Linked DNA regions of Mus musculus: regions 2, 3 and 4 are each linked to region 1. The links are chromatin contacts, called in public Hi-C and promoter capture Hi-C maps. All regions are on one chromosome and are shown on one strand. Each heading gives the region's core, a stretch centred on a gene start, on an enhancer-like site or on the middle of the called end of the contact. The rest is flanking DNA. Distances are from core to core; before and after follow the strand shown. Region 1 holds the start of Ap1g1 (adaptor protein complex AP-1, gamma 1 subunit). Region 2 holds the start of 9430091E24Rik (RIKEN cDNA 9430091E24 gene). Region 3 holds the start of St3gal2 (ST3 beta-galactoside alpha-2,3-sialyltransferase 2). Region 4 holds the start of Fcsk (fucose kinase).

Region 1 (7,759 bases), core at 2,768-5,267:
ACCACCCATAATGAGATCTGACACCCTCTTCTGGTGCATCTGAAGAAAGCTACAGTGTGCTTATATATAATAAATCTTTGGGCTGGAGAGAGCAGGGACCAAGTAAGTGGGGCCAACCAGAGTGAGCAGAGGTCCTAAAATTCAATTCCCAATAACCACATGAAGGTTCACAACCATCAGCACAACTACAGTGTACTCATATACATAAAATAAATCTTTTTTTAAAAAAAGAGATTAATCAAAATAAGATGCAAGCACCTAACATAGAGAGGTGGATAGATGGATGGATAGATAGATAGATAGATAGATAGAGTGGATAGATTTGATAGAAAAGTAGGTAGGCAGGTAGATAGACAGACAGATAAATAGAAAGGATAGATAGGTTAGATAGACAGACAGACTGATGATTGACTGGTTGATTGATTTGGACCAACACAAACCTGGAGCTCCCTAGAGGCCAGAGTCAGATCCCTGAAACTGGAGTCACAGACAATTGTAAACCCCCATGTGGGTGCTGAGAACCAAACCCTGATCTTCTAGAAGAGCAGTGAGTGCTCTTAACCACTCATCTCTTCATAAAGGTTTTATTTTTACATTCTCTTCAGCTAAATCTAAGAGTTTTCAAGTTTTAATCAGTTATGTTCCATTATATACACAAAAATTTAAGTCTCTATCAAATGCAAAAGGGATTAAACATTTTGAAATCTGTCTTGATATGTAGATTCCAATTCAAGTTTTCAAATTAAAAATAACTTTTGAAAGAACTCATTTGACCTTTTATGCCTACATAAGGATTTTTTTAATGATTCATTTAAACTATTTGGGTTTTTATCTGCTTTGTATACTGTTTGGTTTAGTTTTGTTTTGTTTTGTTTATTCTGACTTTCTGGGAGGTAGGGTAGGATAGAACCTATAGCTTCAAGTATGATAAGCTAGCACTCTACCATGGAGTTACACCCCACTACCTAAGAATAAAAATAAGTCAGGTTAAATATCAGCAAGGCAGTATTGGAAATTTCTATATTTTAGTTTCATTCTAAAATTCACTCAGATTATATGGTTGCTGTCAGCAAAACAGACTGGATCAAAAAAAAAAAAAAAAAAAAAAAGCATTTACCTTTGCCAAAGAAAATAAATGCAACTGTACATAACATACCCCTTGGAGCAGCATATGCCTGCAGCCCCAGCACTGGGAAGATAGTGAAGTACACAAGTTCCAGGCCAACCTGAGCTACATAGGAAGACTGTCTCCAAAACCAAAAGCTGGGTCAGTACTGGTGGCACAGACCTGTTAATCTTAGCTACTCAAATAAGGTAGGAGGGTCACAAATTAAAGCCAGCCTCAGCAACTGAGCTAAAACCATGTTTAAAAAAAAAAAAAAAAGGCAGGGGGGGGTGGGGAGGGAAGAAGGAAGGAAATAAATGGAAGTTTACTAAACACAAATGTTAACTTCTAGTGCAATTCTCAGCAGCCAAGACAAAGTAGACATTCCTATATGTGCTGATCAGTGGTACACAGAACAGCACTTTGCTAATAATTTGTTTAGCAAAAGGGTACTTTCTCAAGGTAAACTGCAAACCATCTAAGAATGAATGACATTTAAATCCCAGTATGTTAAACCATAACATGAACTGAGTTAAATAACTTTGATAGTTCTTTCAATACTTGTTCAAAAAGTGAACTCAAAAACTGAAAATTTCACCATGCAAGGAGACAGAAGCCCCGAGTTCTTTTTAAAGCAAAAGAAAAGGGAACAACTTTGGAGCAACACACAGAACTCATATCTGACAAGACTAACATAGCTCTGAAGGAACTTCTCAAAACAAATGACAAGAGCACAGACTATCTGCATGAAAACACTGTCCTCCGTGACACTGTATGACCTGTAAGAATTGACCTGTTCTCACAGTTCAAAAGCTTGATAAGAATAAAGCAGCGTCACAGGGCTGGAGAGACAGCTCAACAGTTAAAAGCACTGACTGCTCTTATACAAGACATGGATTCAGTTCCCAGAACCCACACGGCAGCTCACACCTGCCTAGAATTCCATTTCCAGAGGATCCAAAAACCCTCTTGTGACTTCCACTGGAACTGAGTGTGCACATGATACACATATAAATACCGGCAAGACATTCAGATAAAAATATAAATAAATCTTCAAAAATGTTAAATAGAGCATCAATATAAAGTTTACAACTATTGAGAGACTTGACTTGCTTCAAGTTATAAACTTAGGTTTCGAGTCACCTGTGATCTCAAAGAAGTTATTCTCTTTTGCAGATGCAAAAACCTAGGCTGAGATAAAACGGGCTGGGGGGGTGTGATTCAACCACACTCACCTAACTTGAAATGTAGGAAATAACCAGTGAATTATTGTGAAATGTTTTTTATTCACGCATACTGGACTGCAGGAATACTTTAAGAACAGAATTAATGAAGCTATCATTACTTTGAAGATCCACAGGTTTCAAATCAAACGTCTGGCAAATACTCCAGGCAACGGTGGAAATGGATGCTTAAAATCTAACTAGTCTGAGAAAAGTCAACATAAGAAGTCAGCAGCGTTCATTACTATACAAACACCTGAGGGGTGCGGTCACTAAGAGACCATTCAGCTCGCTCTTCTGTTAACTAATCCCTATAGGAACCAAAAAAGTTATCTTCCTTTCTACCTACGTCAGATTATTATTCTCCAAGGGCAGCTTTCCATGCTCAAGCAAATATAACGCTAAAAGAAAAAAATAAATAAAAAGTATCAGTAAGTGCCCCAAAGCTCAGCTTTCAGAACAGAAAGAAATGCAGAAAGTTATTTTCACAGCTCCTTCGCACCCAAAGCCACTTGGCCTGCTTTAAACCCATTTGCTGCGGAAATACACCCTAGGGTGGTTCGACGGCTCTCCGACACCAAGCCCTAACTGGGAAGCAGAACCGACAGTTCCAGGCAATGAGGAAGAGCCTGAGAATTACTAGAAACCGACGTCCGCAGAACCGAGAGTTGGAGAGGAGAGTGAATAGTGCGGTCTCAGGTGAGTTCTTTAAAAGAAAAAGAGAAAGAAGAAGAAGGAAGAAGAAAAAAAAAAAAGCGAAAGTGTTTGGACCAGAAGTTAGTTGGAAGGTTAGAGGGAGGCGAGGCCGATGTCCGGCTTTCAGTGGACGGCACTGCAGGGACCAGGCAGAATTGCCCCTGCGTGGGAAATGCTCAGAGTTCTCAGATCTGACCCGAGTCCCCAACACAAGAACGCTGATACGTGGCTCCGAGAGGACACGCGGGGGTGGGGCCCGGCCCCGCTAAATCCTAAGCTCCCCGAACGGAGCGAGCTTTCAAAGGAGCCTCGCAGCCTGAGAAAGTCAATGGGTTCAAGGAGGCCTGCGGCGGCCAGACCACGCCAAGGGAAGAGGAAAGCGACCGCGCACGACAGCTCCGGCTCTGAAGCTCCCGAGGTCGGCCCTCAGGAAGTCCAAGCAAGCCCGGGGCTCCCGGGTCCCTCCTGACCCAAACCTGGGTCCTCCTCACCCCCCACCCCCCACAGGCTGAGCCCGGACCCCTGGGACTGACAGGAGGTTTCCGGCCAGACGCTCGCGGCTGCGGCAGAGCCCAAGAGCCGACCCGCCCTCGGTGCCGCGAGTGACACTCACCGGCCCGAAACCTCGAAGGAAACCAGCAGCTTCGGGGGCGGCGGCGGCAGTGGCAGCAGGAACCGAACATCCAAAATGGCGGCTCCCTCGGCCTCAGCACCGCGACTGCAGGCGGAGGGATCCCGGGCGAGGAGGGCGCCTCTACCTCACGCCTCGCGCTTCCCCGGGAGACGCCGCTCCCCGGCTCCCTCTCGCCGGCCGCCCCGCGTCCCTCCGACTGCAGCCCGTGCCGTCTCCCACCCCGGATGACCCGAGGACTCGGCCCCCGCCGAGGACTATTTGCCGAGGAGGAGGCGACTGCGCCGGGCAGAGCGACTCAAAGCGTAGCAAGGGTCGGGGCTGTCACTGATGACGCTCGACGCCGCTGCCGAGTCACCGCTGCGAGGAGTCTGAGCTAGCACGCTCCGGCCCGGCCCTGGAGCCGTCGCACTTTGGTTCCGTTCTGGGGGGAGGGGAAAACTGTGCAGCCAGGAAACGGTGGGGGTCACCTGAGGTGGGCGGAGCTCAGCGAGGGAGCTGGGGAAGGCGGAGAGGAGATGCAGGGGAAAGCGCATAGACATGGTGTGACCAGTTTTGTCCGAAAGGATTCCTAAGTGGTCCTCGTTGGCCAGAGGTTTCTGGTCAACATTAGAAACATGCTCCAAGTGGCTTTGGATTCTAGGGTTTTATGGTATCTTCAATTTTTTTTTTTTTTTTTTTTTTTTTTTTTTGCGAAAACAGGTAAAAAGATGAAACCTAAGAATGGATTCCAAGCACAGCACCACCGCCTTGTGCGGCAATCTCACCTACGATCCAGTCCCCTCCTGTGAGGGGAAAAAAGAATCTGGACAAATGTCAGCTAAAACTCTTCCAGAATAGCTTTTCCATCTATGATTGAATGAACTAATGACCTGAAGCAAAGAAAGTCTAACTAGACAGTTCCTGGCGTGATAAATAATTACTAACTTGTGACCCAAGTCTTTTCCATGTGAACCTAGAGATCCTTGATATCTTGGCCCATTTAAAGGAAAGGTGACCTACCTAGAATAAAATCTTTCCGATAGATTGACAACAAAGGTATCCCAGATGTGAATAAAACACAAGACTACACTGAATACCAAAGACCAGGAACTAAGCAAAAATCCTGAGTTTCAAATTTGAGTGTCATAAACAGGAAGTTGCATCTTTTAGACATTCGTTTTTCATGCAAGGATTTCAAAATACAGACGTTGAGCTGAGTAAGTCTAGCCATACAATTTTGACCTTGAATTTCTGGAGCATGCCAAGTGGCTGGAAAGAAAGGATACCAAGGGCACGATCAAATTTATTAAATATTGGTGTCATATTGATCATAAGGTACCATCGTATGTACAACCTAGCCCGCTAAGCAATCTCGTGAGTCAAAGTAAGTAACCAAAGTTTACAAATAATGAGATTTAAGACTTGAGAAAAACTACAACTGTCTCTCACAATGGAGTCTGCCTTAAGATGTCATCTTACACAGAAAATTCACCACACCCCATATACATATTCCAACCCATACCTACCGGTTTATAGAGCAGAATGCTTACGGAATTCAAATCCTCCTACCTTTCTTCGGGGCATCTGTACAGGGCAGCCCTAGGTACACCCTAAGACTAGAAGAACATCATAATGCTAGCACAGTGCAGATTACTTTGAGCCAGGCCTATGCATGAAACATGCCAAATTCACTGTGAAATTTCCGTAAAGGAAATCTTCAAGCAGAGATGCAAGGCAAAGGTAGCCAAGTTTTCCACATGGAAGATTAAAATAGTTTTTATGGGCCAAAATTAAGTGTTTACCATAGCAAACAACAAAAGTTTTATTTTTCTCTTTTCTTCTCCTTCTCCTCCTTCTCCTTCTCCTCCTTCTCCTCCTCCTCCTCCTCCTCCTCCTCCTCCTCCTCCTCCTCCTCCTCCTTCTTCTTCTTCTTCTTCTTCTTCATCCTTTCTCTCCTCCTCTTTTCTCCTCCTCCTCCTCCTCCTCCTCCTCCTCCTCCTCCTCCTCCTCCTCCTCCTCCTCCTCCTCCTCCTTCTTCTTCTTCTTCTTCTTCTTCTTCTTCTTCTTCTTTGTCCTTTCTCTCCTCCTCTTTTCTTCTTCTCCTCCTCCTTCTTCTTTTTGAGACAGGGTTTCTCAGTCTTTCCCTAGAGGTCCAGGAATTCTGTAGCCCAGATTGGCCTCAAATTCACAGCGATCTGCCTGCATCTGCCTCTGCCTCTTAAGTGCTGGGATTAATGAGAAAAAAAAAATGTCTTCTTAAGAAGGACTTGACGAAGCTGTGGTGGCAGCATCTGTAAGCTCAGTTTCTTAGAGGCTGATGCAGAGAGATTGTGAGTTGGAGGATAACCTTGGCTGCATAGTGACTGATCTCACAACATCTCCTCCCTCCAAGAAAAGCTGAACACTCAAAGGAAAAGAGCAACTTAGACCCCTTCTCTGTTGTTCTTATTGTTGTTGTTATCATTTTCTTCACTTACACTTTTCTTTATTTAAATTACTACTCCATAGCCTGATGTGGTGGCATACAACAGAATCCCAGCACTTAGGAGGTAGAGGCAGAATCAGAGTACAAGGTCTTCCTTAGCTATATAGCAAGTTTGAAGCTAACTTCAACTACCTGTGACTCTATCTCAAAAAGATTAAAATTGTAAATATAATCTCACTATCCTAATATGACAGATAGTCAAACAGTATTATTAAATTTAAATTTGAGATGCTGGGGAGATGTTTTGATAGTTTAAAAAGCACTTGCTGTTCTCACAGAAGATCCAAATTCCGATCCCAGCTCTCATGTCAGGCCACTCCAGCTGCTGTACACTGTACCTCACAAAAGTACATGTAGCTTACAATTTACACAAGTATTTCCACAAAGGTTGATTCACTTGTTCAGCATGCACCATGAGCTTGTAAGCCACAAAGATATTATTTAAAAGCTTGGTCTCTGGCACTAGACTGCCTAGGTTTAAAACCTTACCTTAGCTGGAGAGCTAACACAAGAGCATCGGCTAGTCTTGCAAAGGACCCAGGTTTGGTTCCCAGACCCACAAGACAGCTTACAGCTTATCTCTAGCTTTAATTCCAGGGGATCCTGCACCCTCTTCTGGCCTTCACAAGCATTCAACACGTAGTACACATACATACATACATACATACAAACATACATACATACATACATACTACAAGCAAAATACACATGAGATTAAAATAAATCTTTTTTAAAAACCAACCCTGCTTTCCTATCCTTATTGAGTTCCTTTACATCTTTGAACACACCTGCTCCTCAATGTCTGCATCCCTGAAGGAAGCTCATAGGAATATTGGCATCTTTGAGCCAATCTGATAGATGACCTGATACACATAAACCAGTAGCTAGCAGCTAGGTGTAGTGATGCAAGCTTTTCATCGTAGGACTGGCAAAAGCAGTTGGATCTTTGTTAGTTCAAGGTCAGCCTTGTCTACAGAGGGAATTGCACACCAGACTATATAATGAAATCCTGTTTCAAAATGAATGAATTTTAATTTTTTTTTATTTACTTTGAAAAATAAAGCAGTCACCGGCACGGGCTAAGGGGTCAGCAAAATCCATAGCTGTCTTAAGATGAGTTTTTCAATCCCAAGTTTAGAAATATGGAAAGAAGGCCTCAGATAGGTAAAGTGGGCTGCTCCTCTTTTTGTGGGGAGAAGGAGCTGGTCTTGGAGTGACATAAGTTCAATCCCTGAAACCCACATGTTGGAAGGAAGGAGCTGGTTTCTGCTAGTTGCCCTCTGACCTACATGCATATGCTGTGGCATGGTGCATGCCTGCATCCATGCAAAATAAATACAATGTAAGACCAAATAATACAAATAATACCATTCATTTATGTATTTGCTTATGTATTTATGACTGCGTGTAAATGTATGGTATAGGAGGATGAGAGGGGGTATGGTGCTCCCTGTGGAGGTGGGAGGACAGCTTGGTGGACTCCGTTCTCTCCTTGCACCTTTATATGTGAGCTAGCGCTCAAGCCACCAGGTTGGCACCATTACTGCTGACACGGAACTATCTGGACAGCCCTGTCAGGCTCTCGTTCAGCAGAAAGCAGACTCAAATCTAGACCTTCAGAGTCTGGAGTTCTCTTC
Region 2 (7,759 bases), core at 2,037-4,536, 1.4 Mb before region 1:
GATCAGCATCATTTCTCTTGCTGCTTGTGAGAAGAAGGATATCTTGAATGTTGTGCTCCAGGCGCGGGGTGAAGGTGTTGAGAAGCTGCACCTGAGTAAGGTTAGGTCAAGAGCTCAGAGGGGCCGGGCAGTAGTGGCAAACACCTTTAATCCCAGCACTTGGGAAGCAGAGGCAGGTGGATTTCTGAGTTCGAGGCCAGCCTGGTCTACAGAGTGAGTTGTAGGACAGGCAGGGCTACACAGAGAAACCCTGTCTCAACTAGCCCCCAAAAAGCGTTCCATTTTAAAAGTATTATTTTATATACATAAGTATTTTACCTGCATGTATACCTCTGTACTACGTATGTGCCTGGTGCCCACAGAAGTCAGAAGAGGGCATTGGACCCCCTTGGACTGGAGTAACAGCTGGCTATATGGGTGCTGGGAACTGAGTCCAGGTTCATTGGGAGAAGAGCAGCCAGTGCGCTTAAACAATAGACCATTTCTCTATCCACAAATACCAAAAAACTGTAGAAAAATCGTGTGTGTACACATGTGGATGTTAGACAGCTTCTGAGAGTCCATTTTCTCTTTCTACTATGTGGGTCCCAAGGACTGGACTCAGTCAATGATGAGGCTTGGAGGCAGGTACTTAGCCATTTTGTCAGTTCATGCTTCTATTATTTTTCTAAATGTAAAATATAATTTTATTTTATAAATGTTTTATCTGCATGTATGTATGTTATGTGTACCATGTGTGTGCTTGGTGCCCAAAGACATCAGATGTTGGTTTTCCTAGAACTAGAGTTACAGATGGCTGTGAGTTGCCACGTGGCTTCTAGGAATGGAACCCAGGTCCTATGGAAGAGTAAGAACTCTTTGAAGCCATCTTTCCAGCTCATTGTTGCTCTAGATGCCTCTGGGCACATTTCCTCTCTTCTGGGATAATATTTATTTCCTGATTTACTCAATGAATCCTGGGTTAAGATAATGCTACTTGCTAAGTGTTTCTCTGTATCTTTTTTCACTGTTGACCTCAAATTTAGTCCGTGGTTAGAAAACATATTTGGGTGACTAGAATTCTTTCAAACACAAGTAGCTCAAGGCATGGTGTAAGTTGACAAGTGCTCCACAGGAGGAAAATAAACTGTATTCTACAGTTGCTGGGTAGAGTAGGGTTTTTTGTTGTTGTCGTTTGTTTGTTTTTTGTTTTTTACCTTTCTGTCTTCTAGAAGACAGGGTCTACGTATCTCTAACTGTTCTGGAACTATGTAGCCAAGGCTAGCCTTTGAGATCTGCCTGACTGACGATGTTTTTTTCTTTCTTTAAACGTTGTTAGACTAGGGAGGTTTTTTTTTTTTTTTTTAAATGCTTTTTAGAGACAGGGTTTCTCTGTATAGCCCTGGCTGTCCTGAAACTCACTTTGTAGACCAGGCTGGCCTCGAACTCAGAAATCTGCCTGCCTCTGCCTCCCGAGTGCTGGGATTAAAGGCGTGCTCCACCAAGCCTGGCTTTTTCTTCCTTCTTGTGTCTCCATTTCTCCCATGCATGGAGATCTGAAGATCCTGAGTTAGGATTCATTTCATCCAAGTCTGCTGGTGACAGATTCTGATTGTCAAAGTTTGAGACAGGGTCTGAATAGCTCTGGCTGCCCTAGAACTTGCTCTGTAGTCCAGGCTGGCCTTGAACTCGAAATCCACCTGCCTCTGCCTCCAAGTGCTGGGATTAAAGGCATTGGCCACCATGCCCAGCCCATACAGCTTCTTTTATAAGATGATTCTCCTGGACTCCAGCTCCTCGGTCATGGGTTACTACAGCTGGCTTTGGTTCCTTGATTTTTTGACATGAATCTAATGTTCTATCCTGGCCCCCATATATTCCCTTATCTTTTCACTCAAAGACAGGGTCTACCCTGAGGTGGTGACACATGCCTTTAATGCTAGCACTCAGGGGCCAGAAACAGACAGCTCTCTGAGCTCAAGGCCAACATGGAATACAGAGGGAGTAATAGGGCCACACAGAGAAACTGTCTCAAAAAAAGAAAACAAACCAAAAAGGGTCTCACTTAGCTCAGGCTAACCCCTAACTCCCTACATAGCCAAGGATAATGTAGAGCGCGGGTCTCAACCTTCCTAACGCTGTGACCCTTTACTACAGTTCCTCAACTTGTAGTGACCCCCAACCAAAAATTAATTTTCAATGTTAGTTCATAATTGTTATGAATTGTAAATATTTTTGGAGACAGAGATTTGCCAAAGGAAATGCCCACAGTCTGAGATCCTGCTGCCTGCACCTCTGTGAGTGACATCACGCTGGGTGTGGGCAGTGCTGGGAACCAACCCCAGGACTCCAGTCATTTTAAGCCCATAATTTGTAAACTTATGAATTAAACAACCATCACAATAATGTAGTTTTAGAACATTTTACAAAGCCTGGAAATATCTGTGTGTGTCCTTTTATGTTTATTTTTATGTTGTCCAGGTTAAACAAATGGGCTCAAGCCAGCCGCCTATCTCAGCCCCGGAGGGGTTGGGACTACTATATTTCTTTTACTTAAAACATTATTTTTGGGGCTGGAAAATGGATCAGTGATTAAGAGGACTTATTGACTATTCTTCCCAAAGACACACATGTGATTCCTAGCACCCACATGGCTTCTAACAATCATGTCTAACTCTGGTTCTAGGGGATGTGACATTCTTGGCCTTCTCGGGCACTGCATGTATGTTAGACACAGACTTGCTGACACAAGCTGACCAGACAGCTACACATAAAAGTATTCCATTTTGCCTGGCGGCAGACGGTCACCCTAACTGCCCACACTGGGTCGAGGCTCTGGCCCGGATCCGATGCCCGGGCTCTAGGCACACACGGAGGCCGGCCTGAGGCCGGTGGCGGCTCTCCTCACTCTCGTCGCCATCCAGGCAGAGGCGGAGGCGGAGGCGGCCACGGGTTCTGGGCTGCGGACCCCTCGCGCAGGATCGGAGCTCAGGCCTGGCGGCAGACGATCACCCGAACTGCCGACACACGGAGGCCGGCGGGAGACCCGGAGCGGGGACGGAGGGCGGTGGCCGCTCCCTGCACACTCGCCGTCATCCAGGCGGAGGCGGAGCGGGAGGGGCGGGGCCTGGCGAGACCCAAACAAGCGCACGTGCGGGCCGGCCCGCCGCGGTGACGTCACGGCGCGTCGGCGCGCGCGCCCGCCTTACCCTTGCCGCGGGCCGTAAAGCGCGGAAGGTCGCAGGCCCCCGCGGTCCCGGAACTCTGCGCTCCGCGTCCCGCCCCGTCCCCATGCCCTGGCCCCCTTTCCGGCCGGCGCAGACCCTCTTCAGCGGCTGGGCTGCCCTTCACTTCCGCCGGGCGTTGCTGAGCGCGCTGCCCGCGAGATGCGGGCCCCTGAGGTAGGAAGCCGGCTGGGACCCGCGGGTCCGGGCGGCCTTCTGGTCCCGCGAACTCTTGCGCCCCGCACGCCCCTGGCGTCCGAGCTTTGGGCTCCGGCTCCCGGCCGTCCCTCCGGGTCTCTGAGGCGGTGCCACCGGTCGGGCGCCGGGATTGAGCCAGTGGAGCTGTGCGGGCCTCGGGGAGCCGCGCCGGCCGCCCCGGGACTGCGCGCCGGCTCTCCCAGGGCGGCCGACCGGGCCTCGGGGCGGGCTGCGGCTCGGGCGGGCGCGCGCGCACTGCTGTCACGGCCAGAGGTGGCCCCGCGTCTCTGCAGGTGGAATAGTTTCCCACCTTGTAATGTGCGGCTCGGCTGTGCTTCACCGACTCCTGTCAGAGACCTAGTCAGGGCCGTGGGGTTTCCGGTGGGTGACAGTTGTGTGTGATCCACGGTCTCCAAGCCTACTTTGCATGATGTCCGTGGGTGGGCGAGGGCCGCTGGCAGGGAGCAAGGCCAGAGGTCAACTTTGAAAGCCACAGGGATTTGCATCACTTTAAAAAACTAACTTCATATTTTTAATATTTACTGGCTTTGTTTGTGTGTAAGGTAGAGGTCAGTAGAGAAATTGGGGATGCGTTTCTCTCCTCCAGATGAATCCAGGGATCGTTCCTAGCCGATCAGTCAAGTACCCAGGTTTTTTGACTTTTACCCGCTAGCCATTTTTGTGGGCCCAACTCTCTGAAGCTCTCTTTTTTTTTTCTTTTTTTTTCTTTTTTTTTGGTTTTTTGAGACAGGGTTTCTCTGTACAGCCCTGGCTGTCCTGGAACTCACTTTGTAGACCAGGCTGGCCTTGAACTCAAAAATCCGCCTGCCTCTGTCTCCCAAGTGCTAGGATTAAAGGCGTGCGCCACCACGCCCGGCTCTGAAACTCTCTTGATACCTCCTAATGCACCTGTTGAAAAAATAAAAATCTGCAGTCGGGCTGGAGAGATGACTCAGTGATTAAGAGCACTTCCAGAGGTTCTGAGTTCAATTCCCAGCAACCACATGGTGGCTCACAGCCATCTGTAATGGGATACCCTCTTAACGGTGTGCATGAAAACAGTGTACTCATATACAGTAAATAAATAAAAGGAAAATCTGCAGTCTGGACCAGTTGGGTCACAATGTCCAGCAGGTTCTGTCCTTCCTTCCCCATTCGTTCATCCATCCATCCATTTTAACATAGAGTCTCACTAGTAACCCTGGTTTACCTGGAAGGCAGAGAGTCACCACACAGGCCTTCGGTTGGTAAGCAAGTGTCCTGTGGGGTTCTGTTGTGTGGGGGAGTGTGGCCGTCCACCTGTCTTTTTGACCAGCAACCCATCTGTGGTTAAAGCCAAACAGAAGAAACTCTGGAGTCACTTCAGTGCTGCCCCTTTGCTGGGGTTGATTTAAGAGGAGCCCAACAGAAACAGCCTGGGTTGTTTGGCAGAAGTTGTTTTAACTGAGAGTTTTACAGTTACTCTCAAGGACTTTTTAAAGGGTGTCCATTGCTTTAAGCTTACTGCCTTTTATCTTCTGCATCTCCGGTGTCACTGGCGTGATTACCCTCGTTGCTGTTGAGGTTTCTTTGGCTTTGACATTCAGCCTGCTGGAGAAGACTCCAGAGCCTCCCTTTGCTTCTTGCTATTTGGTTTAATCCCTTCTGCTCTCACCTAGTCACTGTTGTAGGTCAAGATGAACACTAAACCAACAGTCTGTCAGGCTGGGCTTTTGACATGGTTTATTTCCTCCTGAAACTCATCTGTTGCTGTTTCTTCTGCCATGTCTTCCTGCTAAGGGGTGAGTCTTAGCGTTCTTTCCCACGGTTGTATTATCTTTTCTCGTCTAGTTTTCTTTGAAAGGGCTGCATAGCGTAGAAACAGATAATGACTATGCTAATGATGACTGACTGAAGATGATGGGTTCTCTGGAGTAACTGGTCCTTTCATCACCAGCTGTACATGACCAAGATGCCAGGACATTCATGGTCTTCAAAGATCAACCTGGGCCAATGGCTCTGGAGTTTGTTGTCTCATGCCAGTGAAAACTAGGAGACAAGACCTCTAGTGGGAACAAGCAAAAAAACCCAAAAAAACCAAAAACAGACTTTAATTATTACAGCGACTGAGGAAAAGTGAGACATGAAAACGGGAGTAACTCTCCAGAGTCAGAGAAGGGTTTCCAAGAGAAGGTGGCTGAATTTCCTTATCCAGGGTTTTTATAGGGCAGTGGTAGAAACTGATAACAGATAAGATCTCTCCAAATTGGTTTGGTTCTCTTGACTATAGTGGGTCAAGCCAATGCAGGGCCCGCATTCTGTCACACGTCCCATTCACCCAGCCAGAGAGATGAGCATGCACTCTTCAGACATTGGGGGTCTCAAGGCTCCTCTCAGTCATCACTGACTCTGGCTTTGTGGGTATTGACTGTTCCCTTCACTGCTGGCCATAACTTGCTGGTGTTTCTTCCTACAACCTTGAGCTGTCTTATTAACTTTTTTATTTTATTTTTTTAAGATTTATTATGTGTGCTGCACTCTGCCTGCTTGTATGTCTATATGCCAGAAAAGGGCACCAGATCTCATTATAGATGGTTATGAGCCACCATGTGGTTTCTAAGAACTGAACTCAGGACCATTGGAAGAACAGCCAGTGCTCTTAACCTCTGAGCCATCTCTCCAGCCCTGTTAATTCTTGATTATGTATTAAACTCTGACTTTGTTAGTTGTTGATTTGGACTCTGCTAGCTATTCTACTGGCTAGTGTTGCTACTTCTAGCCCAAGTGTTGGTAGTTGTATAGAACTCTCTGTTCTCACAGCTACTAACAAGTAATAGCATTTTGGGTTATCCCTGTATGGGGATGGTCTGGTGTCTCTTTCTTGATGTGAAGACAGGCTCTAATAGCTTCAGTAGAAGCACTGTATTAAAAGAAAGGCTATATAATAAGCAGGAGTGCCTAGCATGTCTTTTCCAAGGAGGAAATGTGTCTTTCTGTCCATCACTGGCACTGGCCTGGTACTGCTGTTTATTTTCCCTGTTTGTTTAAGATAGGGGGTCTTAAGACCAGGCTGGCCCCAAATTTAGACATGTGCCTGCCTCTGCCTAACAAGCCTGGGATTAAAGGTGTGCACCACCACTTACTGGCCTTCCTTTATCCTTAGCCTGCTGTTCTCTTTAGCACGTTCTTTTTACTGTGTCACCCAGCTGCAGGTGTCTTTGTGTCTCTTCCTTAGTATTCTTGGTTTCATGTTTTAAGATTTATGTATTTAATGTGGATGTGTGTTTGCATGAATGGGTGCATACATATACATTGGTGTATATGGAATGACTTGTGTGCCTGGTGCCTACAGAGCCAGAAGATGGCATAGAATCCCCAGGGGCTGTTTGTGAACTTCCAAAAGGGTGATAGGAATTGAATCAAGGTTCTCTGGAAGAGTAGTCAGCGCTTTTAACCTCTGCAGTATTTTTTTTTTTTTTTTTTTTTTTTTTTTTTTTTTTTTTGGTTTTTTGAGACAGGGTTTCTCTGTATAGCCCTGGCTGTCCTGGAACTCACTTTGTAGACCAGGCTGGCCTCGAACTCAGAGATCTGCCTCTGCCTCCCGAGTGCTGGGATTAAAGGTGTGCACCACCACACCCGGCTTATATCTGCAGTATCTTGACCTTGGCTTCACTGTTTTGGCTTTGTTTTTTGTTTTGTTTTGTTTTTATTTTAAAGATTTATTTATTTAATGTATATGTTCTCTTCAGACACACCAGAAGAGGGCATCAGACCCCATTGCAGATGGTTGTGAGCTACCATGTGGTTGCTGGGAATTGAACTTAGGACCTCTGAAAGAGCAGTCAATTCTCTTAACCATTGAGCCATCTCTCCAGCCCTGGCTTTGGCTTTTTAAGACAGGATTTCTCTATGAAATCCTGACTATTTGAGAACTTGATCTGTAGACCAGACTGGCCTCAAGCTCACAGAGGGATGCCTGCTTCTGCCCTCCAAGTGCTGGGATTAAAGGTGGTGCCACCACCACCCTGCACTGGCTCTACTATTTGAACTTTCACATTTTTTTTTTTTACCTTAACATCCATGTTTGGCATATGTGGGCAACCTGTAGTTTTTACTGTTGGGGTTTGGATTAAGGTTAGATGAGGCTATAATGAATTATGACATAGATGTGAGGACATGTAATGTTGACATTTCTCAGGAACTGAATTTGGAATGCTACAGAGTGAAGGAACACATGATGACCTGTGGTGTTCTTAATTTTTAGACAATAGTTAGGCCAAATGAGGTACCCATGCCTCAGATATTTTTAAAGAAAAACTACATTATTGGACTTTATGTAACCTTGGATATGCTGGCCTGCCTTGTTGGGTAAGACTTCC
Region 3 (7,759 bases), core at 3,358-5,857, 1.1 Mb before region 1:
CCCTACACCCTGAGGCATCTACTGCAGTGAGCACACTCAACAAGCACGCAGTGAGCCTGCTACAGGCGGCCTGAAATCAGGAGTCCTTTCACCCCTCCCTAACCCTACCTAGATCCATCCCTGCCTGTATATATTTTCCTATATATCTCTATCTATCTCTCATTGACCTAAAAAATAGATAGAAAATATTTGCCAAACTCCAGATTCCTAAGCACCTTGTCCAGTGTGCAACCATACATAAGAGGACTTTCCCTGGCAGGCACGCTCTTATCCTCTCAGTCTGGAAAATCTACATGGAACAGACGAGGGTCTGTCTCAGTTATTACTCTACTGTATACGGAGGCCACCCTTTTCCAAAGTCCTGGTTCCTAAACATCCTGTTTGTTCATGAGGCCTTCTTTTCAAGAACAAAGAAACTGTGGTTATGGTGGGACTGACAGCTCAGCCCTTCCACCCCAGTCCTGCAGGTCAGGCCCTTCACTTAACCTAGCCCTGGGCAGCCTCAGAATGAAAGAGCAAGGCTAACAGGCACAGCTGGCACAACAAGCCTTGGTGGGGAAATAAGGTGGAAGAAAGTCTTTCTTAAGACCTTCCATCTGTCTGGATTAGCTAACCAGGCAACTATAATGGCTCAAGATGGTGTCTTTCAAAATGTTAGCCCTGAGGAGCTGATGAGAGATACAAATTCAGACCAACTGAATCAAAAAAAAACAAAACAAAAACAAAAACCTCTGACAACATGGAACAGGTATGTGTCTTAACCAACTCTCCAGGTGATTTCAAGATCTGCAAAGTACAAAGAATCCAACCCTAGACCTTTAATCCTGAGCCTCCCTACTTGGCCAGGCGCAGTGGTACAAACCTGTAACCCCAGCAATCAGGAGATAGATACAGGAGGATCACTGAAAGTTCCAAGCTGCATCGGACTACACGATACGGCCAACCAGGGCTACATGGTAAGATACCATTTCAGAAATGAAAGCAAAGACAGGCAAGAAGGCTTGGTGGACAAAGGGGCTTGCAACCAAACCTGACCACCTAACTATGATTTCCAGAACCCATGTAGTAGAAGGGAAAAACTAACTCCCGAAAGTTCTCCTCTGACCTCCACACATGGGTCAACACACACACACACACACACACACACACACACACACACACACCGCCCTACATGCACCATCTCCAATTAATTACTTTTTTTTTTTTTTAAGTGTTCCGGCGTCTGAGGATAGAACCCGAGAACAGGAGGCCGCAAGCACCGAAGACATAACGCCGAGAGGGCCAGAGCCCTTTCTTCTACCTCCGTACATTACAGGAAGCGGGACCGCACGCCCGGTACCCGCCAAGAAAAGGAGGATCTACAAAGTCAGGCCCAGTTCCCAGGAGTTCCCTCGCATATAAAGACAAAATCAAGACTCACGTGAAAACCACCCTTGAAAAAAGCTTAATTACTTTTTAAAAAATAAAAATAAAAACAAAGCTGGAAAGTGGTGGCTCACACCTTTAATCCAGCAGGCAGAAGCACATGGTTCTCCCAGTTCGAGGCCAGCCTGGTCTACAGAACAAGTTCTAGGACAGCCAGGGCTACACGGAGAAACCCTATCTGGAGAAAAAACAAACAAACAAACCAACAACAAAATCTCTGCTTCAACTTTCCTGAGCACCTACTATATGCCAAGGACTGGGCAGATGAAAGCATTTCAGAAATGAAGATGAATTTAAAGAATGTCCACAAGATCAAGTGCACAGCTCGGCATCAGGGTGCACACCAGTGACCCTAGAACCCCTGCGGCAGAGGCAAGAGAATCAGGTGTTCACGACCATCTTCAGCCACACATCCAACCTGAAGACGGCCTAAACACAGGTAAGTCCTTGTCTCAAAACAAAACAAAATGCAAATACGTAAAACCACCACAAGGCAAACGAAATATCCTACAAAATAACCAAGAAATCCATGTCCCACCCTCTTCCTCACACCGAATTTTCTATATTATCTCCTGCTTGCTATGAAGAAGAAGAAGAAGAAGAAGAAGAACAACAACAACAACAACAACAACAACAACAACAACTACTACTACTACTCAGTGGTTAAGAGAGCCTGCTGCTTTTGCAGAGGACCAACTTTAGTTCCCAGCACCCACATCAGGTGCCTTACAACCACCGGAAACTCCCGTTCCTACGCATGTGAACACCCTCTTCTGGCACCCACCCGCGCATGATCAGACACACACATAGAAAAATGAGACAAGCCTTTGAGAAAAAGAACTCAACCTAAGGAAAGAACCAAGCTGCCTTGCTTCCCCCACACCCTGAACCAGAACGGTAAGCTGACGCCAGGCTTAAAGGGAGAGCTCAAACAGGGATACATATGAGGGCACAAAAGACAGAGCTGTGCATGCTGTGGCCTGTGTGTTGAGGTCAAAGGGCAACGTTTATGGGGTCAAGTCTCTCCTTCCAATTTATTTGGGTCCCAGGGGTTGAACTCAGGTCTCCAGTCTTGTTTGGTGAGTACATCTCAAAGACACCCCCCTTTTGGTGACAAGATCTTATTACATAGCCTAGGGTCCCTTGAAATGGTAATCCTCTAGTTATCCTGAATGCTGCTGGCATAACAGGTGTGGCCACCCTGCCTGATTCAGGGTGACTCTTACAGGCTTCAAAACTAGTTCTATCTTTTTGGGCTCTCAAAGTGACTAGGGCTTATCAGCAGGCCACAGAACTCTACAGTGGTCTCTGGGGGCACCGACACTCCCACAGGCCCCTGGCAAGCTTGCACATTTGGATATAAACATTCACGCAGTTGGCCTCCTGGCCTCCCTTCTCCAATCTCAAGTTACAAGGTTAAAAGCATCCTACTCACAGCCAAGGGGGGCAGGGAGCATGGGCGGGACCTCGTGGAAGCAGACAACCATCTGGTTCAGATCAAGACTGCTCACTCAGGACCCTTACAAACTTCTGAAGAATCTCCTCCTTCCTGGATGGCTCACAGGGTTTCCCTCCCTCCCTTCCCCACTGGGAGACTGGGAGACAGGGGAAGAAAGTGTGACCCAAAGGAAAATCCGGCTGAAGGAAGACAAACAGAAAGCAAACAAACAAAAACTGAATTATGCAGTCAAGTCTGTGTACCCTCCATCCCTCTTCAACTCAGAATCACCACAACTAAACAAGAGATCACCGCCTGTAGGCACCGTACCTTCTTCCACAAAGCACTCAGGCAGGCATCCCCCACACCATCCCCCAGAAGGGGCAACCCTCCTCCAAAGTTAGCAGCAGGAGTCAGATTAGCTTAGAATGATGACCAGAGTCCTTCAATGTCACCATCTTCATAGAGGTAAACGGTCCCTTCCAACCCACACTTCTGAGCCCACCAAGCATGAGGACGGGATGGCCAAACAGTTTCTAGACATTTGTAGACAGGAGTATGGGTTACTGACAAGGAATGACTGACTACTTCCCAGGGGTCCCAGGGGTCCCTGAATTATTCTTAGTACACAGATGAAAAACAAGAGGCAACATGGGAGGAGATGGATGCAGTTGGCAAGAGAGAAGCAGAAAGGCTAACTTGAACGAGCAGCAAAAGGACTGAGACTCCTTTCCAGGTGGAGGGCTGTGCAAAGCAGGGACAACAGAAGTAGTGGAAGAACTAAACAGGGAACACTGGAGCTGTATATGGGGCTGGGAAGTTTGATTCAGTCACAGGGGCATGACTGGAGGGAAGTAACGTGTCTTATATGGCAAAGGATGGAAGGAACAAGAGGGACAAGGGACAGTGCTCAGGCCAGCGTCCAGAGAGGACGGGCACACCATGACCAAGTTTCCGGTGGGTTCATGCCTCAGTTTTTCCAAAGTAGGAAGGGGATCAAGCTGTCAGGTCTTATTAGAGAGAACTAGGCCACAGAGTGTGGCTAGGGGTCAGTGCCAGGTGGGGGAAAGGCCGAAGGGTAGAGGAAAGAAGTGAAGATGGTGCAGACAGCTTGTGACCAGGAGAAGTGGGGCAGGGGATTCCGGATGGAGCAGGTTCCCAAGCGCCCTAGGGCTGGAAGTACCAACACCTGGGGTGTGGAAGTGTGGACGAGGACAGAGAACTCCAAAGGCTGAGGCTGGGGGCTGCCAGCAAGGAGTGTTACAGGAGTGCCTGAAAGACTGGGAGTGGTTAGATATGCAGAAGCAGAAGACGGGGATCCCGATCGAGGCCAAGGCAATCGGACCCCCGCCCACACGGCGCCCAGACCCGAGGGAAGTTGCTGGGCTGGACCCGCTGGATCTGGGCCTCTGGGCCAAGCCCGCTGCCCGCACAGAAGACGGTAGGGGCAGCACGGGGCCCGGGGAGCCCCGCATCCCGCCCTCTCTCATCCCGCCCGCGCACCTCAGTCTGCGCTGGGCGCCGCGCGGGCCATGCTTGCCGCTCCTGCCGCCGCCTCCGCCCGTGCAGAGAGCTGCCGCCGCTGCCGCCGCCGCCGCCGCCGCCGCCGCCTCCCGCGCCTGGACCCGTTAGCTTCACCGCTCTCCAGTCCGCCAGCCTCGGGCCAGTCCCGCCCTTGCCTGGCCCTGCCCTCCCGGAGCGCCGCGGCTGCAGCTCAGCCCGGCCCCTCCCCCCACCCCTACCCAAGCTAAAGGGAAGGGTGGGGGAAGGGGGCGGGTGCCCCCTCCCCATTCACATCCTCCGGGGCTCTCCCCTCCCTCCTGTTCCCCCACCACCACTCGCTCAGGCATGCTGGGATATGTAGTCCAGCCTGGCAGGACCCGCCAGCATCGCTCTGCATATAGGACTATTGCTCCCAGAAAGCAATGCACTCCCATATCTGGGCTCATGGTCTTTGTAGTTCTGTCCGGATTTAGAGGGTTAAGGCACAGCACTAAGGGGCGTATTCTTCAGTTTCACAGCCACGCGACTCTGGGCTGCTGAAGCCTGGGAGGTGCAGTCTGCGGTACCCCAGCCGGGCTTTGGTACCTGGTTCATCAAAGGATGCGAGTAAGCTGAGGATGCCTCTCACACAGGACTGTGATCAACTGCGGCCAAGCCCAGCTCAAGGGAACTGTTTGTACTTGCTCTTGCCAAGAGCCACGACCTGAGCCAGCTGGGTTCATGCCCTGGCCCAGCAAGCTGCAACTGCAGTGAGGGCACTAGGTCCAGGCTGTTGAAAAGAGGGGCACCAGCAGCGATGTGGAAATAGGGTTTGCCACTATGTGACTGGGCACCTCACATTGCAAACTGTCTTGCTTGTAGGCACCCTACAGCCTTTATCCATTAGGGCATCTCTTGACTTCAGACTTCTGACTCTTAGATGCCTATTCTCTAGGGTAACATGCACACATTTTAAATATTTATCCACATCAGTGTTAGGCAATCCTTTCCTCAACTTTCAAACCAAGCTCCAAAACCATTAGGAAGTTCCTAATTGATGACACATTCAGTCTCCAAATGTCTCTGACTGACCAATGATACTCAAACGACTTCTGGTTCATTAGTTCTGGGACCCTAGAATTTTAAGTGTGTTCGTTCTTTCTCTTATTATGTAACCCAAGGTAGTCGTAAATTCCCTTTGTAAGCCAGGCAGGCCCGCCTGGAATCCATGATGGATTCTCTTGCCTTAGCCTCCTGAGGGTTGTTATTATGGACACTGAGCCATCACACCCTGCAATGAATCTTTTGGGTTCAGACTCCATCACAGAAAGCCTGACCTAAGATTGAACTCGAGTAAACTAACAGACCAGTACCTAGCACCGGTTTCCAGGTTACTCCCCAACAAATCTGCACCCCCCAGGTTACAAGCCCGCCCCCTGGCACTTCACTTTCTAACAACCACCAATCAGGAGGAAAGCAGAAGTTAAGTTTATGGTTTGACTTCCAGCATTAAAGGCCATCATTCCGCCCGTCGTCCCTCCCCCGCCCCCCCCAATCAGATGTGTACCAGACTAGAGACCCACTTCTTGCCTCTAAAAATGCTTGCCTGAAACTAGGTTCAGGGCTCCACTTTCCTACTGTGTCAGCGTTGGTAAGAGACAGGGGGGGGGGGGGAGCTCAAGCTTAAATAAAGAGACTCTAATGCGATTGCATCTGATTTGGCTCCTTGATAGTCTTTTCGGGATTCACGAATGCTTCCTGGCACAACACTACAGCTCAGGAGAATCTCACAGACCAAAACCCTACTTCTTTACGATGCAGTCATCAGGAAGGCTAGGCATTCTATCTCCAAGCCTCTACGAGAAGCTAAATTCTAACTTCATTGTCAGCTGACATACCAAGAAGCCAGGCGTGACACCTACGCATTCCCCCTCCTTTTAAAGCACAGCTGCACAAATGCAAGCTAGGTTCTTCTCTTCCTCGATTCTTTTTTTTTTTAAAGATTTATTTGTTTGTTTTATGTATGTGAGTACACTGTAGCTGTGCAGATGGTTGTGAGCCTTCATGTGGTTCTGCTCGCTCCGGTTGGCCCCGCTCACTCAGGCCCAAAGATTTATTTATTATACATAAGTACATTGTAGCTGTCTTCAGACACACAAGAAGAGGGCGTCAGACCTCTTTACCGGTGGTTGTGAGCCACCATGTGGTGGCTGGGATTTGAACTCAGGACCTTTGGAAGAGCAGTTAGTGCTTTTAACCGCTGAGCCATCTTGGCAGCCATCTTCCCTAAATTCTTATCCCAAGGGTTTGTTTCTAACTAAAACTCATCCTTACCCTTTAGCCTCTAACTTCATTTTTGAAAAGGTGGGTAAATATCTACTTTGAGTCAGAAAGCTCAGTTTCTAGCCTCCCCTATTTCAACCTAACACACCCCATTCACCCTGCAGCAAAGGGTAAGTTCTCCCAACACTGTGGGCAAGCAGCCAAGTGACTAACAGAACCACTGAACCCTGACTAAAACTGACTCAGGAATTTTTTTTTTTTTCTGCTTTGTTGACACCGGTGTCTCCATCACAGGCTGTAAGGAGAGAGGGTGGTTGGGTGGATGGGATGGGACAAAGTCATTCCTATGCAGCTCAACTTCACTCTGTCCATAAAATTAACCACTAAGACCTCTTTGCAGAACTGTTGTCCCTGCGTTGCAGTAATTTGCAGTGGCAACAACTCTCACCGGCAGGTGTTGAGTGTCTTCTTGCTTTTATCACCCATCACCAGGTTACTTTAAAAAAAAAAAATGCTGGGAATTGAACTTAGAGCCTTGTGCGTGTTCAGCATGTGCTCTGTTTTTAAGTAATGCAATCCTCACAACCCCCACGTTTCCGTTAGCAGATTACTGAAGAAGAATCCAATACCCTTCCCTGGAGAGGGCAGAGCGTTCCTCTCTACCCTTTGGCTCCAATAAGAGCTCCCATCATCTGACAACTTCCCAGCTAGGGTCAAGTAAATTCTAGGTGTCCGAGGCCCATGTGGGATTCTTTTTTCTTTTTTTTAGGTTTTTCAAGACAGGGTTTCTCTGTGTAGCCCTGGCTGTCCTGGAACTCACTCTGTAGACCAGGCTGGCCTCGAAGTCAGAAATCCACCTGCCTCTGCCTCCCAAGTGCTGGGATTAAAGGCGTGCGCCACCACACCCGGCTACATTTGGGATTCTTTCCTTGAAAAATTTCTCTCCAATAGTCTCAGTCTACCTTTATTATTTTTTATTTTTATTTCTGAGACAGGGTCTCACTATATAGCTCTGGCTGTCCTAGAACTCATTCTGTAGACCAGGCTAGCCTTGAACTCACAGAGAGCCATCTGACTCTGTCTCCCCAGTTTTGGAATTAAAGGCATGTGCCACTAAACCTGGCCAGGCTT
Region 4 (7,759 bases), core at 2,390-4,889, 1.1 Mb before region 1:
CCAAAAATCCTGCTTTAGAGAGGAGAAAGATATATTGACAGTAATAATGGCTGAGCTTCCCTCGACGCCAACACCACTGCTTACTATGGAGTCAAAGCTGCATAAAAATTACAGGCATTGGGAATTACCGTTAACTCATTTTACAGACAGAGACAGAAAGACACGGCTACGTGACTGGCCAAGTTACAGTACACCCCCCCATTCCCGCTGGAACTGACTCTGTGTCCTCCCAGGCTCCTTGGTTCAGGACAGCAAATGCAGAAAGCACATTCTTGTAAGAAGAACTCAAATACAGGGCGAGCTCATGTTCTCCTTGCCGGTCCTCGTCTGTACCCCATAGCCGGCTCTGCCCCATGATGGGTTCACTGCAAGTCTTGCTCCTTTACATGTTTTAGGTATGTTTGGGGTCCCAGGGTCTCTTGCATGCTAAGCAAGTGCTCTAGTACTAAGCTACACCAGCAAAGAAAGCCATGATGCATTGCTTCCTTCTTTCCGGAGGAGAGTCTCAGATCCAGGCTGTAACCATGGCTGCACTAGAACTGCTGATTCAGTCTCCACCTCCCGTGATGCAGGATGTAAAAATATTTTTAATTTCATGTCTGTGTGTTCTGTTCTAGTCACGGTTCTACGGCTGTGCAAAGGCAACTTTGATAAAGGAAAGCATTTAATTGGGAGCTTGCTTTACTCTTTCAGAGGCTTAGTTCACTATCATTATGGCAGGGAGCATGATGGCTCTCAGGCAGCCATGGCCCTGGAGCTGAGAGCTCTACATCCTGATCTCCAAGCAAAGGGAGTAAGAACAGACCTGGCTTGGGCTTTTGAAACCTCAAAGCCCACCCAGTGACACACTTCCTCCAACAAGACCACACCTCCGAATCCTTCTAATCCTTCCAAACAGCTAGTGACTATATAGCATTCACATATATGAATCTATAGGGGACATTCTCATTCAGCCCACCATATTCCACTTCCTGGGCCCTAAAGACTCGTAGCCATATCATAACGCAAGATGCATTAAATCCAACTTTAAAACCACCAGTAATCTTTTACAGTCTCAACACTGCTTAAAGTCCAAATCTTTTCTGAGAGTCATGGCCACCTCTCTCTCTCAGATTTATTTATTTATTTTATGTATATGAGTACACTGTAGCTGTACAGATGGTTGTGAGCCTTCATGTGGTTGTTGGGAATTAAATTTTTAGGACCTCTAATTGCTCTGGTCAACCCTGCTCGCCCCGGTTGGCCCCACTCGCTCAGTCGCTACTTATTCCGACCCAAAGATTTATGTATTTACTATTATACATAAGTACACTGTAGCTGACTTCAGACACACCAGAAGAGGGTGTTAGATCTCATTACGGGTGGTTGTGAGCCACCATGTGGTTGTTGGGATTTGAAATCAAGACCTTCAGAAGAGCAGTCAAAGCTCTTACCCACTGAGCCATCTCCCCAGCCCCTCAAGACCTTCTCTTAACCACAAGCCCCTGTAACATCAAAGTCAAAGAGCAAATCGCACAATTCCAACATACAATGGCACAAAATATATGTTACTATTCCAAAAGAGAAGAAAGGGTGCATGGTGAGGAAGTGCTGGGCCAGAGCAAGGCCAAAAGCCAGCGAGGCAATTTTGAGTTTGTTCTCTTTTCCCACCTTTACCTGGGCTATGCAGGGGAGGATAACTTTGAATTCCCGATCCCCCTACCACCCGAGAGCTGGGATTCCAGGCCTGTGCCACCCCATCCAGCCTTAGAGAAGGTCACGAAGGAAGTTCATTACTGTGCAAATATATCAACCATATTCTAATTAAAACCTCCATAAAACATAAAACCCTAAACAGGGATGCTGAAGTGATTTCCAGTTCTGGGTTATGGCAAACAATGCTGTCACGCACAGCTTTTGCAAAGCTTTGCTGCAAAGTTTTCCACTGTAGAGTTGGAAGTTTCTTCCAGAAGGATCCACCTGAGAAAAACAGGGACGTTTCCTGTCAATGCAATTCTAGCTGCCTATGTTCCCTCCTCAGCAACAATGGCGAGCCAGCCTCTGCTTCTTCACAGCTCCTGAGGAAAATAGTGGCTTTGGGCTTCTGCCAGGGGAAAGAAATAAAAATGTTAAGAGAAAAGAAGAAGGGAAAGAAAAGAGAATCTGAAGAAATTGGGTCATGGTGGCACACGCCTTTAATCCCAGCCTTGGGGAAGCAGAGGCAGGTGAATCTCTGAGTTTGAAGTCAGCTTGGTCTCTGGAGTGAGTTCCAGGACAGCCAAGGCTACACAGAGAAACCCTGTCTTAAAAAAAAAAAAAAAATCTGAAGGATATGGTGGTGAGTTCGTACAATCCTAGCACTCTGGAGACTGAAGTAGGAGGAGTTTGAATGAGGGCCAGCCTGGGCTACATAGGAAGATCCTATCTAAAAAAAATAAAAAATAAAACAAAACAAAACAACCAAAAAACAGGTGGAGAGATGGATCAGCAGGTGGCTGCTCTTCTAGAGGACTTGGGTTTGATTCCCAGCACCCACATGGTGGTCACAATGGTCTTTAATTCTAACTTCTGGGAATCCAATACCTGCTGGCAACCTCTTCTGGAATGCACGAGGTGCAGACACACATGCAGGCAAAACACTCAGGCACATAAAATGATGGCATTGACGGTAATAATAAAAGCAAAGTCATTTTCATAATTATTCATTTTTATTTTCATATGCATTGGTGTTTTGCCTGCATTGGTGGTTTATGTCTGTGTGAGGATGTTGTGATCTGCCTGGTCCTCTGGAAGTGCAGTGAGTGCTCTTAACTAGTGGAGCTATCTCTCCAGTCCCTAAAATAATAACTTTTTAAAAATCCTTCTTAAGCGGGCTGTGGTGGCACATGCTTTTAATTCCAGCACTTGGGAGGCAGAGGCAGGTGGATTTCTGAGTTCGAGGCCAGCCTGGTCTACAGCATGAGTTCCAGGACAGCCAGGGCTATACAGAGAAACCTTGTCTCGAAAAACCAAACAGAAAACAAAAAACAGAAAAAAACAAACAAACCCCAAAACCCCCATCCTTTTTAAAAGGTCAAAATAAAGGGATTGGAGAGATGGCTCAGCAGTTAAGTTCTTCCAGAGGTTCTGAGTTCAATGCCCAGCCACCACGGGATGGCTCACAACCATCTGTTATGGGATTCGATGCCCTCTTCTGGTGTGCATGAAGACAGCTACAGTGTACTCATATTCAATCAATCAATCAATCAATCATTCAATTAATCAATAGTTAAGAAAGACTTAGCTTTAATAAAAAGTATTTTAAAAGGTCAAAATTACAGCCAGGCGATGGTTGCACACACACTCAATAGGCAGAGGAAGGCAAATGAGTTCCTGGACAGTGAGGGCTACAAAGAGAAACCCTGTCAAAACAAAACAAAACAAAACAATCAAAATATACTTTTACCTTGTACCCGAGTCACAACAAACAAACAAACAAACAAACAAACAAACAAACAAACAAAGAAACAGTTGGCCAGTGTCTTTAAGACACCTGTTCTCTCTGGAAATTTGTATATTTAGCACTCCTTGTAAGTTTGAGAACTTTGTCCTTTCAGTAAGGCGGGGCTGCGAGTAGGTTCTGAGGACTCTGGCGGGAGGCCGAATGAACTCCATTTCCCAGGGTGCGCCGCGCTGCATGCGCAGCCGCGTTAAAGAGCCGGCTCTGCGAGCGCTGGGCGGACGCAGGTATGTGGGTCCGCGGGGTCTTCAGTTCCACTGTAGTTTGGGGCGCCTTCCTGCGGGTTTCCCAGATCTCTGCCGTCGCCCCCAGCGCTAGTTAGCTGCAGGGGACCTCTGTAGTGCAGTCTTCTCTTGATCTGGGTTTTCAGAGGGAACCCCCACGACTTGCGGACACCTGGCACACCGAGCGACATTCCCTTGAGCCAGGGAGCTCTAGATGCCAGCGCTGCTCTGATTTTGATTTGAGTCGTTTTCCTGCCTCAGTTTACCCCACTGGGTACACATTGTATGAACGTATTGTTTACTATCTGGTTTTACTTCCAGCCAACTTCTTTCTGCCTCTTGTTCTTCAAAAAGCTGCAAATTAGAGTCTCCTGGGCCTGCCTCTCTCTCTCTCTCTCTCTCTCTCTCTCTCTCTCTCTCTCTCTCCCTCTCTCTCTCTCTCTCTCTCTCTCTCACTCACTCACACACACACATACATTCAACTTTTAAAGTTTTTAAAATGCTGAAATGTGCGTAGTCCCTACCTATACCATCTTTGTTCAATGAGCAGATTATGAGCTGGCATAGTGGCCCAGGCCTGTAAACCTAGTATTGGGAAGTGGAGGCAAGAAGATGGAAAGTTTGAGGCCAACTAAGGCTGCATAATATGAGCCTGTCTTAAAAATATGTACTTGGAGTGTGCGTGCGTGTATGCATAAGGGGCCTTATTTTATCATCCCTGGGTATGCTCACTCTCCTGCAATTTTCCTGAGGTTTCCTAGCACTGGAAAGCAAACAGAACTAAAAAAAAAATCAACCAACCAAAAATCCTTGACTAGATGAATTGGTGTAAGCTTTTAGCCAGGTTTGCTTTGTAGGACTATGTCGTAACTAAAAAAGAAAAGAAAAAAAAAAAAAAAAGACATAAAAAGTTCCAGTCCTCAAAACTCCAACTTGGATTGAGCAAATGAAGCTCTGTGAAAATGGGCAGAGTGCTGCTATAATTTCTTCTCTGTATTCTAAGATCACTGTGCAAATGCCACGTGTGACAACCCAGGACCATTCCTCCCTGTGACTGAGAACATAGACACGGGGACACACCCAGCTATTTATGCTAGCTCTACCTGACCTTAGGCAGCCTGCTTATTCTTTAAGCCAGGCTTCCTTTATGCCTGTGGTGTGATAAGATCACCTATTAGGACTGGTGAATGGCTCCTGTGAGCTGTCACTACAATGCCGTTGGCTAGGTGCCTGAGAAACACTCCTTAAGTGTTAGTTACTCTCCTGGCTGATCTGACTGGGAAAACTCCATAGCCTTGCTTGACTTCTTGAGACTTTTCCAGATCTTCCCCTACCCTCACCCAGCAACCCCATATTATTCAGAGTTGTCTAAATTTGCTTTTCTATCGCTGTGATAAAACTACCAAAAGCAACCTGGCGGGGAGAAGGGAGGGTATATGTTTTATACTTCCCGGTCAGGAACCCCAGGCAGGTATTTGGAGCAGGAATCGTGGAGACATGCTGCTTACTGGTTTGCTTTCTTGCTTGCTCAGCCCTTTCTTATATGACCCAGGGGCTCTCTTAGATGCCTCGGGATGGGGCCCGCACACAGTGGCGTAGGCCCCCTACATCAGCCATCAATCACCACAGCCTCTCAAAGACAAGCCCAAGGGGATTTGATTGAGGCAGACCTTCAGCTGAGGAGCTTTCTTCAGAGGTGACCTTATGTTATATCAGGGTGACAATTAAAGCCAGCACTATGGTCTTTGACCTGGAATCTATTTCAGAGCCTTCATTTCCTCCCAAACAGGGCTAGGCTAAAACTTTCTTACTCCACTGCCACCTTGGAAAGGTGTGTCATTCACTCAGCCACTGTCGGGCACCACATATTGTTTTGCGGAGGGGAACATTACAAGTCATGCTTTTTTTAAAAAAAAAAAAAAACTTATTCTTCTTTTATTTGCATTGGTGTTTTAACTGTATGTATGTATGTGTGAAGATATCAAGATCCCCTGGAACCGGAGTTACAGACAGTTGTGAGCTGCCATGTGTGTACTGGGAATTGAACTTAGGACCTCTGGAAGAACAGCCAGTGTTCTTAACTGCTGAGCCAACTCTCTAGCCCTTAAAGGCATGCTTTTTATTTTAAAAGTCCAGTGAACCGAGTTAAGGATAAGGAGGGGCTGGAGAGATGGCTCACTGGTTAAGAACACCTACTGTTCTTGCAGAGGTCTTGAGTTCAATTCCCAGGATATACGTGATAACTGATAGCTATCTGTAACTCCAGTCACAGGGGAACTGGCACCCACCTCTCACCTCCGAAGGCTCTTGGCACTGCACTCATGTGTTATAATGCACATACGCAGGCAAAACACTTACACACAAAATACAATAAAATTAAAAAAGAACCCATGCTTGTGTTAGAATTCATAAAATTATACCAGAACGAGTCACACTAACGTATGACCATCAGAAACATTCACGTATGCTTATACATTGCTGTTTCAGGAAGCCCCTCCATTTTGGCCAGAATGGAGCAGTCAGAGGGAGTCAATTGGACTGTCATTATCCTGACATGCCAGTACAAGGACAGTGTCCAGGTCTTTCAGAGAGGTAGGTGACACACCGTCCCCCATTTTCTTTATATTAGGAACTCTCTCTTCTCTTCCTTACCAGACCCCTGCTGCACTGGGGGCCTGGTAGACCTGGGTTGAAACACAGACTTTCTTCCTAGTCTTGATACCTGATATACACGTCACGTCCTTGGCCCTGAGAGAGAGAGAGAGAGAGAGAGAGAGAGAGCGCTAAATCAAAGTAATCAAATGAGTGTTCCAGTCATTTGGTTCAGGGCAGACTAGTGGTGACTGTGCGTGTCCCCCAACATTTATTTTGCTCCCAGAGCTGGAGGTAAGGCAGAGACGGGAGCAGATTCCTGCGGGGACGATGTTACTGGCTGTGGAGGATCCCCAGACTCGAGTCGGCAGCGGAGGAGCCACCCTCAACGCACTGCTGGTGGCTGCTGAACACTTGAGTGCCCGAGCTGGCTTCACTGTGAGTGCTTCTGAGCCGCGCTGCCCCTCTGGCCCATGTTCCCGTTGAAACTCAAATAGTGTCGACGACTTCTAGACCTTCGGGGGTTTGTTCTGTGAGTCTGACAGGCTCATCTCTGCCCCATTGTCTCTCCTGCTCTTGGCAGGTGGTCACGTCCGATGTCCTGCACTCTGCCTGGATCCTCATCTTGCACATGGTAAGCAGGATTCCGAATGTGCGTGCGGAGGGTCAGAATCTTGGTTCGAGCGATTGGATGACACTGTAGGGGTGTTCTACCATGGTGCATGTGCAAGGTGTTCATTGTGTAAATCCAGAGGGATGAATGAAAGGAACTGTCTAGACGTTGGGAGCTGGTTAGGAATGTACTTTACACAAATCAAAACGTCCATCTGGAGATGGAGAGAGGGTTCAGTGGGTAAGAGCATTTACTGTGTAAATATGAAGGCCTGGGTTCAAATCCCCAATACCATGTACAATCTGAATATGGCTTTGTGTGTCTATAATCCCAGGATCAGAGGACATGCACCTGCACACGTGTGTGCATGCAGCACACACACACACACACACACACACATACACACACACACATACATGCATATAGACACATACATGTACAGGCAACATATATGCATACAACACACATGTGCATGCAACACATATGCATACAACACACACAAATACATGAACACACAAATGTGCATGCAACACACACACAAATAATAATAAAAGAAAGAGGTCCATCTGGGGCAGGCAAGATGGCTCAGTGAGCTAAGGCTCCTAGTGCCAAACCAGACAACCTGAATTTAGTCCTGAGGAGTCAATTCTAATTGGAAAGTTTATCAAGATAAAAGCTAATACAGAGGTTTTTTTGTTTTATGTATGTATATACGTATGTATGTATGTATGTATGTATGTATTTTTGCCCAGATTCCCCCAGTGGTAATTTGTAAACAGCCAGGATATTGTCATTGCTATAGATGCCCGTCTTACTCTCCAGTGTTAAACCTTCTGGACCTATGTGGCTTTC

The links. Promoter capture Hi-C pulls out the DNA fragments that hold promoters and counts their contacts. A called contact is a pair of places that touch in the nucleus more often than the background predicts.
Region 2: a Hi-C map of muscle stem cells shows a contact between it and region 1, with 5 times the contacts expected there. The contact joins the promoter of 9430091E24Rik here to the promoter of Ap1g1 in region 1.
Region 3: a promoter capture Hi-C map of cranial neural crest shows a contact between it and region 1. The contact joins the promoter of St3gal2 here to the promoter of Ap1g1 in region 1. A contact is called at or near these places in 1 of 39 promoter capture datasets (cranial neural crest) and 1 of 115 datasets of contacts at active chromatin or transcription factors (microglia).
Region 4: a contact with region 1 is called in a promoter capture Hi-C map of liver, with 4 times the contacts expected there. The contact joins the promoter of Fcsk here to the promoter of Ap1g1 in region 1. A contact is called at or near these places in 3 of 39 promoter capture datasets (embryonic stem cells and liver).

What each region holds. Positions count from the first base shown.
Region 1 is chr8:109,774,841-109,782,599 of GRCm38.p6, reverse strand. It overlaps Ap1g1 (adaptor protein complex AP-1, gamma 1 subunit), which reads right to left and starts at 4,017. Exons shown (of 24, transcript NM_009677.6): 1 at 3,638-4,017.
Region 2 is chr8:111,141,025-111,148,783 of GRCm38.p6, reverse strand. 9430091E24Rik (RIKEN cDNA 9430091E24 gene) reads left to right here and starts at 3,286. Exons shown (of 3, transcript NR_040364.1): 1 at 3,286-3,380.
Region 3 is chr8:110,916,713-110,924,471 of GRCm38.p6, reverse strand. It overlaps St3gal2 (ST3 beta-galactoside alpha-2,3-sialyltransferase 2), which reads right to left and starts at 4,607. Exons shown (of 7, transcript NM_009179.3): 1 at 4,367-4,607. It overlaps Gm26132 (a small nucleolar RNA gene), which reads right to left and starts at 1,356; the gene lies at 1,209-1,356.
Region 4 is chr8:110,898,368-110,906,126 of GRCm38.p6, reverse strand. Fcsk (fucose kinase) reads left to right here and starts at 3,639. Exons shown (of 24, transcript NM_172283.3): 1 at 3,639-3,705; 2 at 6,190-6,294; 3 at 6,581-6,732; 4 at 6,878-6,928. The coding sequence starts at 6,213.